4 separate regions of the Mus musculus genome follow, and all the other regions are linked to region 2. The links are chromatin contacts, called in public targeted proximity ligation maps. All regions are on one chromosome and are shown on one strand. The core of a region is the stretch at or near the end of the contact, and the rest is flanking DNA. Distances in the headings are between cores, read along the strand shown. Region 1 overlaps Gcnt1 (glucosaminyl (N-acetyl) transferase 1, core 2). Region 2 holds the start of Rfk (riboflavin kinase). Region 3 holds the start of Gcnt1 (glucosaminyl (N-acetyl) transferase 1, core 2). Region 4 overlaps Pcsk5 (proprotein convertase subtilisin/kexin type 5).

Region 1 (2,700 bases), core at 62-2,561, 59 kb before region 2:
TGCTGCTCTTCCAGCTGATTTGTTTGGTTCCCAGCAACCATGCCAACTGGGTCAGGCTCCATATTCACACACAACCATACACAATAGACATAACTAAAGATAAAATAAATATTAACTTAAAAATATCAACAATAACCAATATTCCTCTAAGTAACCCTTGCCCCTTTTTAGTTTCGGGAAGAAGAAAAAGAGCAGTCATTAGCAGATCAGGAAGTTAACTGGACAGAGACTTCCCCCTTTCCTTTTCTCTTTCTGAGGCAAAGTCTCACTGTGCAACCAAGTCCTGTGAATCTGTAATCCTCCAGCCTTTGTCTCTAGGGTGCTGGGATTACAGAGCTGATTAGAGACTTGAGTGGCTTCTCACAACAATACGAACCTCTTTCAAAAAAAAAGGCACTAAATAAATCCGATTTCCAGAGTCAACACTATATCACAAAATGCACAGCTACAACAACAAACACAAGACATGAAAAGAAACCCAAAACTTTGCCCCATACATAGGGGGAAAATGGTCAATCCTATCCCCAAAAGCAATTAGGCACTTGTCTTAAGCGACTAACTACTATCCATCCATTCAAACAAAACAGACTAAATAACTACTATACATCCATTCAAACAAAACAGACTAAATAACTACTATACATCCATTCAAACAACTTAAGAATTAAACAAAATTATGAGATAGCTAACCAAATTGAGACATTGAGACTGGCAGTAAAAAAAAGCATGGCACAGTGAGTCTATGAGACCCAAGTGACAACATGAAAAGCAAGTGTCTGGAAATGTGGGTAGGGGACTCCCAGAAGAAAAGAACAAAGAAAGAAGGACATGGAAAGAAATGTTTAATAATGATCGAAAAGCTGTATTCAAAATTGCCAAAATTTGGACATACGCTGTGCTTCGGTAAGTAAATAGATAAACATACTGAGGTATACCATAACTAAGAGCAATGAGTTCACAGCTCAGAGACTGTAAAGTGGAAATACGCACAGCCAAGACATAAAGACCTGGAGAGGACGTTCCTGTCACAGTTAAGCTGAGCTCAGCAATAGTTCCCACAGTGTGAGCGTCTTAAGCAGGGAGCCTATACAACTGATGTTTGGGTGGGATCATTCCTAGGCTCAGTGTAAGGTCATGGAGACAACAGTGGTGGCCGGAGCACTTCTGGACATGCTTAGCAAGTGTTGGCTGGGAACAAAGAAGATGTTCTAAGAGTGCATTCACAGGAGGCGCCTCCTCAGAGAGCCAGCCTCACTTGCTGGCTAACATACACGCAACAGCGACACATGACGGATTGACTAAAGGAAGTTGGTTATCTCAGCGCCACAGAAAGAAACCACTTGGAAGAGATTACAAACTGAGTCATGCCAAGTGCTTGGTGTTCTGGAAAAGAAAAAAACTTTAGAGAGAGTACTAAGATCAATATTTGTCAGAGGTGTGGAAGAAGTGGGGAGGACAAGTAAGTGCGCCTTGTTAACAACCAGAGACATTTCCCCATGTCATTGTGGCTAAGAGACATTACACAACCCCTGGGGATGATCAGCATCAGGGTGCAAGCTCACCAGTTGAGCACTTGTCCGGTATCCATGAGGCGCGGGTTTAATCCTCAGTGTTGAAGAAAAGGGTGGGGGTGGAGTTATATTAGTTATAACAAATATACCATGCCGGGGTGAATCCCAGCCACAGCAGACAGAAAGGACGAGCAATATTTACGCTATGGGTCTTCAAAAGGTTCAGGGATTGGTGGAGGCTGGTGCACCTTTCAAGAGGTTTGGAAGCTGTTTATAAAACACTTCGATCTCAAGCCTGGCCAAGATCCAAGGTTTCCTTTTTGCAGAAGTGCCTCAGGAAAGATGTGTAGGCTCCCCAGCAAAAGCCAGAGGGGCCCAAGCACGTGGAATAGATCTCATTCTAGCTCATGTGTTTGCCCTATCAGTGCCTGGAAATTTGGTTACCAATGCAAGGCAGTTTATTTACTGGGAAATCTAGATTTATAGACAATGAGACTTAAAATATTTCTCTTAACAGTGAACACCTCAAAGGAAAAAGACTTTAGGAAGCAGAAAACTACAGTCAGCATCCTCTCTCCTCAAAAAATAAATAGATGATAGGGTTAGTGAGAAGACACGGCAGATAAAGGTGTGCACTACCAAGCTCGACAATCCCTGGTCCCCTGGCACATGGTGGGAGGAGAAAACTGCTGACCTCCACACATGCACCACGACTCATGCAGGAGGTATACACACACACACACACACACACACACACACACACACACACACACAAACCTTAAACAAACAAGGAAAGTTGGAAAACAAAAACTGTGAGGTAGATTATATTGTCAGAAGGCTGCTAGAACAGTACTATCCTATGGTCTTCCATAAGTGACTTTGTCAGCCCACAGTTATCCCTGCAAACTCCCCCCCCCACACACAATTGACTATGTTGACCAATAGAGTTTGGCAGGAATGATACTGAGCACCGATGTCAGCCCATGTAGGAACATGCAGCTTCCATCCCGCTGCCTTGGAAAATGGGCAGTTTCTCCAGAATCTTCTTTCAAAATGGATTCCATGCTATGAGAAGAAGAAAAGGAAGAAATCAGAGCGTGGGACCCCAGCCATCAGCTCCAGTTGTTACAGGTGTCAGAAGCAAATGGATAAATCATCAGATGACTATCACTGTCACCATGGTCTTAAC
Region 2 (2,700 bases), core at 37-2,536:
AACCAAAAGAAATACAAAACCATCTATCTTTATTCCTCATTTTATCTCAGTTCTCTCACTCCCTTAGAGCGTGGACTTGGTGGTATAAAACCCAGCATGATGTATCTGGTTCTCACCTCCCTGTGTGCTTTGTCACTGGTGATGAAGAAACTGAAAACTACCATTCTAACATATCAACTATTTGGAATGAAAGACACCTGGAAGACAGCACTAAAAACATTCTTACCCAGTTGTGTTAGTGCATGCCTATAATCTCAGTACACAGAAGGGCTGAGACAGAGTTGTGAGCTCCAGGCCAGTCTGGAATAGAGCCGGTATCCAATTACCACCACCTTCAACAAACAAAGAAAAAAGAAACCGCCCCCCCCTAAGCAGGTAAGTGATTACATTCTTAGTTTCTTAGGTCTCTGTAGCCCGTGGTCTCTGCATCTGACTCCTGGCATTATAAGTATGCACCACCATGCCTGGCTCACACTTTTAATATTGCCAGGCAACCTGTTAAGTAGTTTTCTTTTTCTGTTTAAAAAAAAGTATTTATTCACCTTACGTCCCAATAGCAGCGCTCCCTTCTCCCAGTATCCCCTCGCACAGATCCTCCCATTTAAGTAGTTCTCATATATTGGCTGCTCAAGGAAGCAGGGTCTGCATTCAAATTCTAGTTTATCTAGGGCTAGCGTGAGCTTGCAGCCACAGTCATTTAAACTTTTCTAAAGACTTCTGTTAGAGTGTTTACTGGGCGAGTGTCCTATGGGGCCCGGGGTTACAGTTTCCTTCCCGTTAATTCCCTAGCACCTTGGTAGTGTGCTTTGTTCTTTCAACACATATTTGTTTTATGCTGGTCTGAAGGCAGTGAGTTCTCTCAACTGATTGTTCACAGTCAGTTACAAATACCTGTTTTGTGTTAGTATACTAGAGTCAAGGAAATGAAACGTTATCAAGAATGTTCCCAACATAGAGAAAACATTTTTTAAGATCAGCTGAACATTCTCAGAGTTACATACGAGTAAGGGAAAAGAAAGTGATTGCAAAGATTGGGCAGAATTTTATTCAAAATTGTGGAGGAAAAGAACAACTTAAGTTATCTTGTGAGCAACGCTTATTTCAGCAAAGCCCAAACTCAGAAGCTGAAAAGGCGACAATTAGAGGCTGGGCTATGGGTGAGGGCGGGGCCACAGAGGCGAGGGCGGGGCCTCAGCCGCAGGAGGTGAGGACGGTCCGCACTACGATGTCGGCGAGCGGGGCGCGGCTTCTGGGCGGGTCCGCAACGGCGGGGGCGGGGCTACGGCGGGAGAGCAACGGAAGCCGAGCAGGCCGGTCGCCTGGGCCGCAGACCTGTGCATTCGCCGCGGTTGTCGTAGTTCCGGCCGAGCGGCCGCTGGGATCTGACGGCTGGGTGCTATCCTGCGGGCAGGCACTGGTCGCGGCAGGTGTCTCGCTCCGCCGGCCCAGCTCCCGCGGGATCCCCCGGCTGGTCCGGGCCCCGGCGCCGCACTCACGGCGGCTCCGTCGCAGGCACGGAGCGAGGAGCAGCCCGCGTCCTCCGAGGTCAGCGTCATGAGGAGCCTGCCGTTCTTCTGCCGCGGCCAGGTGGTGCGTGGCTTCGGCCGCGGCTCCAAGCAACTGGGCATCCCCACAGGTGAGCGCGTCGCGGGGCCGTGGAGCTCTAGGCCGTGGGCAGGGGACCCGGCAGCCGCGCTCCTGCCGCTAGCGACGAGCTGCGCAGCCCCGTCCGGGAAGGCACCGCAGGTTGGATTGGCCGAACTCTCAAGCTGTTGAAAGTTCCATTCTAATGATGCTACTGTGTAGTGATCAATGACAACACGGGTAGTTCTATGAGAGCCGACGTTTATTTGGTCTGACTACGTAAGTTTTAGTAATCAAGACTTGATTGTCCATTCTTAAAATTGATGCCTTGGGCTGTGCCTTGACCTATTAAGTCAATCTTTGAATTGGGGATTTGGGGTTGTGTTTTTTGAAAATAAGAATCTTTTAAAGTGACTCAGCCTACTTAGGGGCGTTACTAGGAAAAAGCAGGGACTTTTGCTTGTTTTAATTCAAACAGATAGGGTCTCGCTCTGTTTCCAAAGGCTTCCTCCTACTCCCTGAGCTCTGGGGATCTCTCAGGGGATCTCTCGTAGCCTCCCAAGTGGAGGACTACATGGGTAATTTACGATAAACCTCTGTGTTTATTTCGTGTCTTTGTTTCCACTTGGGCATTTTCGTGTGGCTTTTTGGGGTGGAGGGAAGAGATTTATACACTTGCTTTGTGCCTCACTTGTAACCTGTGCTGTCTGAAGAGAAGAAATTCAAGTCGGAATGTGGAAGGTTGGAAAACAGAAAGATCCTGGGAGTGTAATGATTCAAGTTAACGTTTTAATATGTTTTTAATCAATGTTTAATGTGAATCTTGTAGCAATGAATATCTGTTTACTTCTATTTAGCCAATTTTCCTGAACAAGTGGTGGACAATCTTCCAGCTGATGTGTCTACTGGCATTTATTATGGTTGGGCCAGCGTTGGGAGCGGCGATGTCCATAAAATGGTGGTGAGCATTGGATGGAACCCGTACTATAAGAATGTGAAAAAGTCCATGGTAAGAGTCACATCTTGCTCTTTTAAATGCACACAGAACCCCTCAGCTTAAGGGTTTCACAGTTATAGAGGCAGGTGGATCTCTGATATTCAAGGCCAGACTGGTAT
Region 3 (2,770 bases), core at 67-2,566, 37 kb before region 2:
CTGCAGAGGGGTCCCTGTCTACTAACAGATAATTTACTCTGATCTTTAAAACAAAACAAAACAAAACAAAACTGTCTACCCCTCCTCTTCCTTTCCAGAAGACAAACCCGCCTTTCAGAACAGCTCTAAATAGGGGCAGCAGGCCAGAGGAAGAAATCATATTGCTCCCCCACCACCACTCACCAAATTCAGGTCACAGCCCCACCCACCCTCCTTCTCAAGTCAACGCACCAGTGCTCTCTCTGAACACTACCTCCTACCTACCAGTTTGCCTCTAGCTCCATTATTTGTAACAAAGCAGTTCTCTTCTGCAGCGAAAAGGAAAGATAAAGAGTACACACCAAGCTGACACTTGTTTTTTTTTGCAGAGCCAAGCTCGGATCCTCCACTGGAGGATCCTCCACAGTTGCACGGGGAAAGGGGTTGCATTTTTTTATTCTGCACTGAAAGAACTAAGACTGGGAGCAGCTATGCGCATGAGATGGACTTCTTCTCACTCTTGAGGTGTGATGGCGCTCATCTTTAACCTTGGTAGACAGAAGCAGGAAGATCTCTTTGAGTTCGAAGCCACATGAAAGAGAGAAGGAATGAAGGAGGGAGGGAGGAAGGCAGAAAAAAAAAAGAAAAGAAAAAGTAATAACCCAAGAAAAAGCAAAAACTAAAGAACTAACATGTCTAAGAAGAATTACCCGTTTTTGTAACAGACCTGCAGCCCAAGGCAAGAGGAAGAGCGGCGACTGCTTGGACCCCAAACTGGCCAGTCTGTTTGCAATCACCCTAAAGTAGTCATTCTCTGCCCCAGCGTCGGCTTCTCGGTCGGCGCTCTAACAGGGAGTCACAAACGTCTCTACACTGGCCTGTGGCCTTACGAAGTTTAAGTCTTTGGCGCCCAAGACACCGTTCGTCTCTACTTTTCATGCCTGCAACCAACCCTGATTTCTAAGCCCTCACTCATTGCACCAGTCCGGGAAAGAGTGGTCAGAAAGTGACTTCTAGATGCCACGTGTGTATCCGCGTCCCACCGAAGGACCGGAAGGAGAGTGCTAAGAGGACTCCTGCTCCATCCTAGCCGGGTTCCCGAACCAAGCGCCCTCTCCCTGCTCCAGCACCACTGCCTCCTTGGTGCAGCCCGTCCCGCCCGTTAGATCCGGTTCGGTGCTGTCCAACTCTGCCGGGCAACCCCACCGCTGGCCCAGCCTAGGTTACCTGGAGCCTGTGCCTGCAGGGCGCACGAAACAGTGCTGGATCGGCTCGCCAAGCGGATACTGGCGCGCTCAGCCTTCTGCGCTCCAGACCTCCGAGCCAGCGCCACGCCCTAGGACCCACCCTCGAGACCACGCCCCCAGGCCCACCCTTAAGACCACGCCCCCGGTTCCACTTCGCCCACCTGCGGCCACCGCTCGAGGTGAGGGCGCCCTCTGGGAGTTGCAGTTGTCCGGGAAGAAAACTAGAATCCAAACTTCCTCTTGCTTCCTAAGAATTCTTGGTTCTCTGGGCCAAGGACAAGCTACCTGGATGGGATCTTTTAAGAACTTTTATGTCTTCTTCCTCTGAAGCAGGAAATGTGCCAACTGTTGTCCTGTCTGATCTTAAAAATAAGTAAAAAGTTAAAATGCCCAACGTGTTTATACTGCATCAACTTTAGAGTCGCCCATGCCTTATCATTTTCTAGATAAACCTTGTATCTCATTTTGTGTTACCAGAATGTCAGAATTTATTGAATAACCAATATATTCACAAGCAATGTCAGTTTTTTGGTTGCAGCTTGCCAAGTAATCCTGATTTTACTTGAAAGCTGGTTCCTCTTTCGCACTTTAATTCGTAGTACTAACTCACTTTACACGTTATGCTTTACATAGTAAACAATACACAAATATACAGATTAGAGAAACTACAAGTTTGCAAGCATGTGGGTCTCAGGTGAGCATGCTTAGTGCCCCTCAAGGATAGAAGACATTATCCGTGGGAGTGTAGAAAGCAAGGCTGAGCTGTCTTGGAAGCACCAATCTGTGAAATTCACCCTCTTGGGCTGTAGATCTGAAGAGGTTGCCCCAAGGACTGCCCGCAACAGAACAGAACAGGAGATAGTGGTGTCTACTGAGTGGAACAATAACACCCCAGTTCATGCCAACTCCAGCCCCATGTGTCCTTTCTGCTAAGCTTGGCCCCTTCCTCTCTTCTATTCTAGGGGTTGACTCTTGGAAGATTGCTTTGTTTGCCTTGTCCCTGTTCCCTGCCCCTCCCCCTTTCCCTGGAGTCTTCCAGGGGAAAGCAACATCAGCTCTGGCCACCTGCAGAAACAATGAACTGGGAGTTAATGATTCCTTCCTTCAACCTCGACCCTTTCCTTAAGAGATTTCCCCTCCAGTGACAGTTTTCGCTCTCTTGCTCTAATTTTATGCAGAAAAGTAATGTTATAATGCATTCTAAGTTTAATTCCATTATTATTTTATGTGCATGGATGTGTTGTGTGTCTGTATGTTCATCACATGCATACAGTGCCCTCTGAGGCCATTGGTCCTCTCAAACTGGAGTTACAGATGGCTGTGAGTCTCCCTGCGGGTGGTAGAAATTGAACTGGGATCATCTAGAAGACCAGCCACACTTCCAGCTCCTTTTATAGTGGATTATGTGTTAGGTCTAGAACAGAGAAAGGACATGAGCCCTTTCCCACATGAGGTTTATGATTTATTTTGTCATGCACACGGAATGTCAGGATGTGACATCTGAACGTCAGCCTGTCATTTGTTTTCATGAGAAAGAGCTGTCT
Region 4 (2,700 bases), core at 191-2,690, 50 kb after region 2:
GCTTCTAAACAGAAGAGTGTCCTATTAATCTGCCTTGTGAGATCCATCTGACAGCATGGGGCGCTGGATGGCCACCAGGTGGCTCCTAGTGGGGACAGGATAATCACTTAGCTAACTGGTACGAACTGGTGATTCAAGCAACAAACTGTGAGAGTAGAAACCAAGTTATAGTGACACTAATGACTAAGAGAGGGGAGGTATTTAAGATGTCACGTGACTTAGAGACAAACTGAGGAGACCTAGAGATCAAGAAGAGAAAAGGATCCTGTCAGGTTACTGTGTCAGGCAGGAGGGAGCCTAATAAAGCCATTCGTCAAGGCAAGAAACAGGAAAAAGTGGTCTGAGAACACAGTGAGAGGTTTGGGGTGTCTGTTGAAAATCTAACGAAATATTCAGCTAGGAATTTGATGTGTGGAGGAATGGAGTCATTAAAACCATTATTTAGAAGTAGACCCATATGCATGGAGACAACGATGATAATGGCTGGGTGTGGTGGTGGTCATTTGTAATTTCAGCATTAGGGAGGCTAAGGTAGGAGGATTTGTGAGGTCAAGACCAGCCTGGTCTACATAGCACACACACACACACACACACACACACACACACACCACAGGATGGGTGGGGGTGAGAAACAAAAATACAAACATTCACACACAAAAACCGCAAACTCGATCAGATTGGCCTTTGTTTGGCCCAGGTGTTAGGCATCCTGGCCTCTAAGACTTCTAAATAACTCAAGACTTTTGAATTAGCAAAGTGAGGTTGGGCAACCATTTAGTACACAATGTTCTAAGAAAATGTTTATCCCTTAATAACACACATACATCCAAAAATTAAACATGGAACTGGAAAGATGGCTCAGTACTTAAGAACAGTGGCCGCTCTTCTAGAGGAGGGGGATTTGACTCTCCGCACCCACTTCATTGCTCCCAACCATTTGTGACTCCAGTTCCTGGGTATCTTCTGCCCTCTCTAGCCTCTGTGGGCACTGAATGCACTTTGTGTACTGGCATGCATACACGCAGGCAAAACACCCATACAAATAAAATAAAAATGCATTGCTGAGCATGGTAGTACACACTTTTAATCCAATCAAGCACTCAGGAGGCAGAGGCAGGCATATCTCCTGTGTGGGTTCAAGGCCGGTTTGGCATATATGGTGAGTGAGTGAATTCCAGGTCAGCCAGAGCTATGTATTAAGACCTTGTCTCAAAAATAAATAAAAACCGTATGTAAATTCAGGTTCTGATATAGTTCGATACATTCTAAGCATACTGAGATGGGAAAACAAGTATCAGAGAAAGCAAGAGAAAGAGATTTGACTAAACTGTCTAGATGAAGTCTCTTCGATCCAAAAAGCAAACACACCCGAACGGTGTCAGGGTCAAGCCCTTGTCTGCTCTGCGCAGGACAGGAAGCGGGGAGTACACGGTGTCAGGGCCAGCTACCTGTCTCTGCCAATTCATGAGATGGGTAGGACACAGGGACAGTCAAGATCAAGCACCTGCCTGCTCTGCCCAGGGCAGGAAGTGGGCAGTGGCAGATATAAGCCCAACTGTAACAGGAGCTAAGTGTTTCTCAAGATACTGGAACCAGAGCCAGGGCTCAAAGTTTAAGCAGGAGTTAGGGCGGCACCCTGCTGTAACAGACAAGCCCTCTTGTTGAGCTCTGTACTGCCAAGATTGTCACCTCAGGGGAAGAATGGCCCATCCTAGTTTGGATAGAGTTTCTGGTGGGAGAGATGGGTAGAGTACATAGAAAAACAGATTTGAAGAAGTAAGGACGTTTCCTGGTCTACATAGCAAATTCTAGGACAGCCAGTTGCATAGAGAGATGCAAAACGAGCAAACAAAAATCATAAGGATGAGGGAAGAGACAGAGAGTAAGATCCCAAATCTAATGCTCTCATTCACAATGAGCTGAAGCCGAACATTCAAAAGTACACAGATAAAAGAAAGCGAAGAAAATCAACCACCGGCCCAGGGACAGAGGTGAGCTCTCGTCGTGCTTGCTTAGTATGTGCAAAGCCTGGGTTCAGTCTCCATCACCTCCGAAACTGGCTATGGTGGCAGAGGCCTGCAATTCCAGCAATTTGGGAAGTGGATGCAGGAAAATAAAACATGCAAGGCTATCTTTAGCAACAACAACAACAACAAAAAACATTTGGAGCTGAGCATTTTCCAATTTGTAAAAAAAGGAATTATTTACCACCTCCTATACATTCATTTCTTATTCAACACTTAGAGAGCACTCATCAAGCATTGTAAGAAAAAGCGGGAGCAGGGCTAAAAAATGAATGTCATATAATCCTTGCTCTTGCTGGGGGGGGGGGCTCACAGTTGGAGAGATGGCCATATTTAATTAAGATGTAACGTAAGGCTGGGAATATAGCTTTATAGGAGAGGCAAGTGTTCTTGCCTAGCATATGGAAGGCCCTAAGTTTAATAATCAGTACTGGAGAAAAGTCGCATGAAAGCTTCAGTGAAGCACTGAGTTACAGAACAGGGATGGAGGAAGAAGCCTGCCAGGAGGACCAAGACTAGCGCTTTAGAGACGATGCTCAAGCTGGGCCTCAAAGTCCCGTGGTTTTGTTTTTGTTTTCCCCGAGACATGGTTTCTCTGTGTAGCCCTGGCTGTCCTGGAACTCACTTTGTAGACCAGGCTGGCCTCGAACTCAGAAATCTACCTGTGGTTTTGTTC

What was found.
Region 1: a targeted proximity ligation map of pancreatic cancer cells shows a contact between it and region 2. A contact is called at or near these places in 1 of 39 promoter capture datasets (macrophages), 3 of 484 Hi-C or Micro-C datasets (the G1E-ER4 cell line, Th1 cells and erythroblasts), 4 of 130 datasets of targeted methods (CD8 T cells, embryonic stem cells, microglia and 1 more) and 3 of 9 other capture datasets (adipose tissue, liver and pancreatic islet).
Region 3: a targeted proximity ligation map of pancreatic cancer cells shows a contact between it and region 2. A contact is called at or near these places in 5 of 39 promoter capture datasets (the C10 cell line, embryonic stem cells, macrophages and 2 more), 13 of 484 Hi-C or Micro-C datasets (B cells, CD8 T cells, the G1E-ER4 cell line and 9 more), 9 of 130 datasets of targeted methods (CD8 T cells, the NIH/3T3 cell line, embryonic stem cells and 4 more) and 3 of 9 other capture datasets (adipose tissue, liver and pancreatic islet).
Region 4: a contact with region 2 is called in a targeted proximity ligation map of intestinal crypt epithelium, with 10 read pairs. A contact is called at or near these places in 1 of 39 promoter capture datasets (liver), 4 of 484 Hi-C or Micro-C datasets (liver and nephron progenitors), 3 of 130 datasets of targeted methods (embryonic stem cells, intestinal crypt epithelium and intestinal villus epithelium) and 2 of 9 other capture datasets (adipose tissue and pancreatic islet).

What each region holds. Positions count from the first base shown.
Region 1 is chr19:17,333,765-17,336,464 of GRCm38.p6, forward strand. All of the region lies in intron 1 of Gcnt1 (glucosaminyl (N-acetyl) transferase 1, core 2), which reads right to left. Among named protein-coding and RNA genes, the nearest start is that of Gcnt1, 22 kb to the right of the region's middle.
Region 2 is chr19:17,392,757-17,395,456 of GRCm38.p6, forward strand. Rfk (riboflavin kinase) reads left to right here and starts at 1,287. Exons shown (of 4, transcript NM_019437.3): 1 at 1,287-1,636; 2 at 2,442-2,593. The coding sequence starts at 1,555.
Region 3 is chr19:17,355,351-17,358,120 of GRCm38.p6, forward strand. Gcnt1 (glucosaminyl (N-acetyl) transferase 1, core 2) reads right to left here and starts at 1,317. Exons shown (of 3, transcript NM_173442.5): 1 at 1,207-1,317.
Region 4 is chr19:17,442,266-17,444,965 of GRCm38.p6, forward strand. The region is part of intron 35 of Pcsk5 (proprotein convertase subtilisin/kexin type 5); the gene reads right to left. Among named protein-coding and RNA genes, the nearest start is that of Rfk, 50 kb to the left of the region's middle.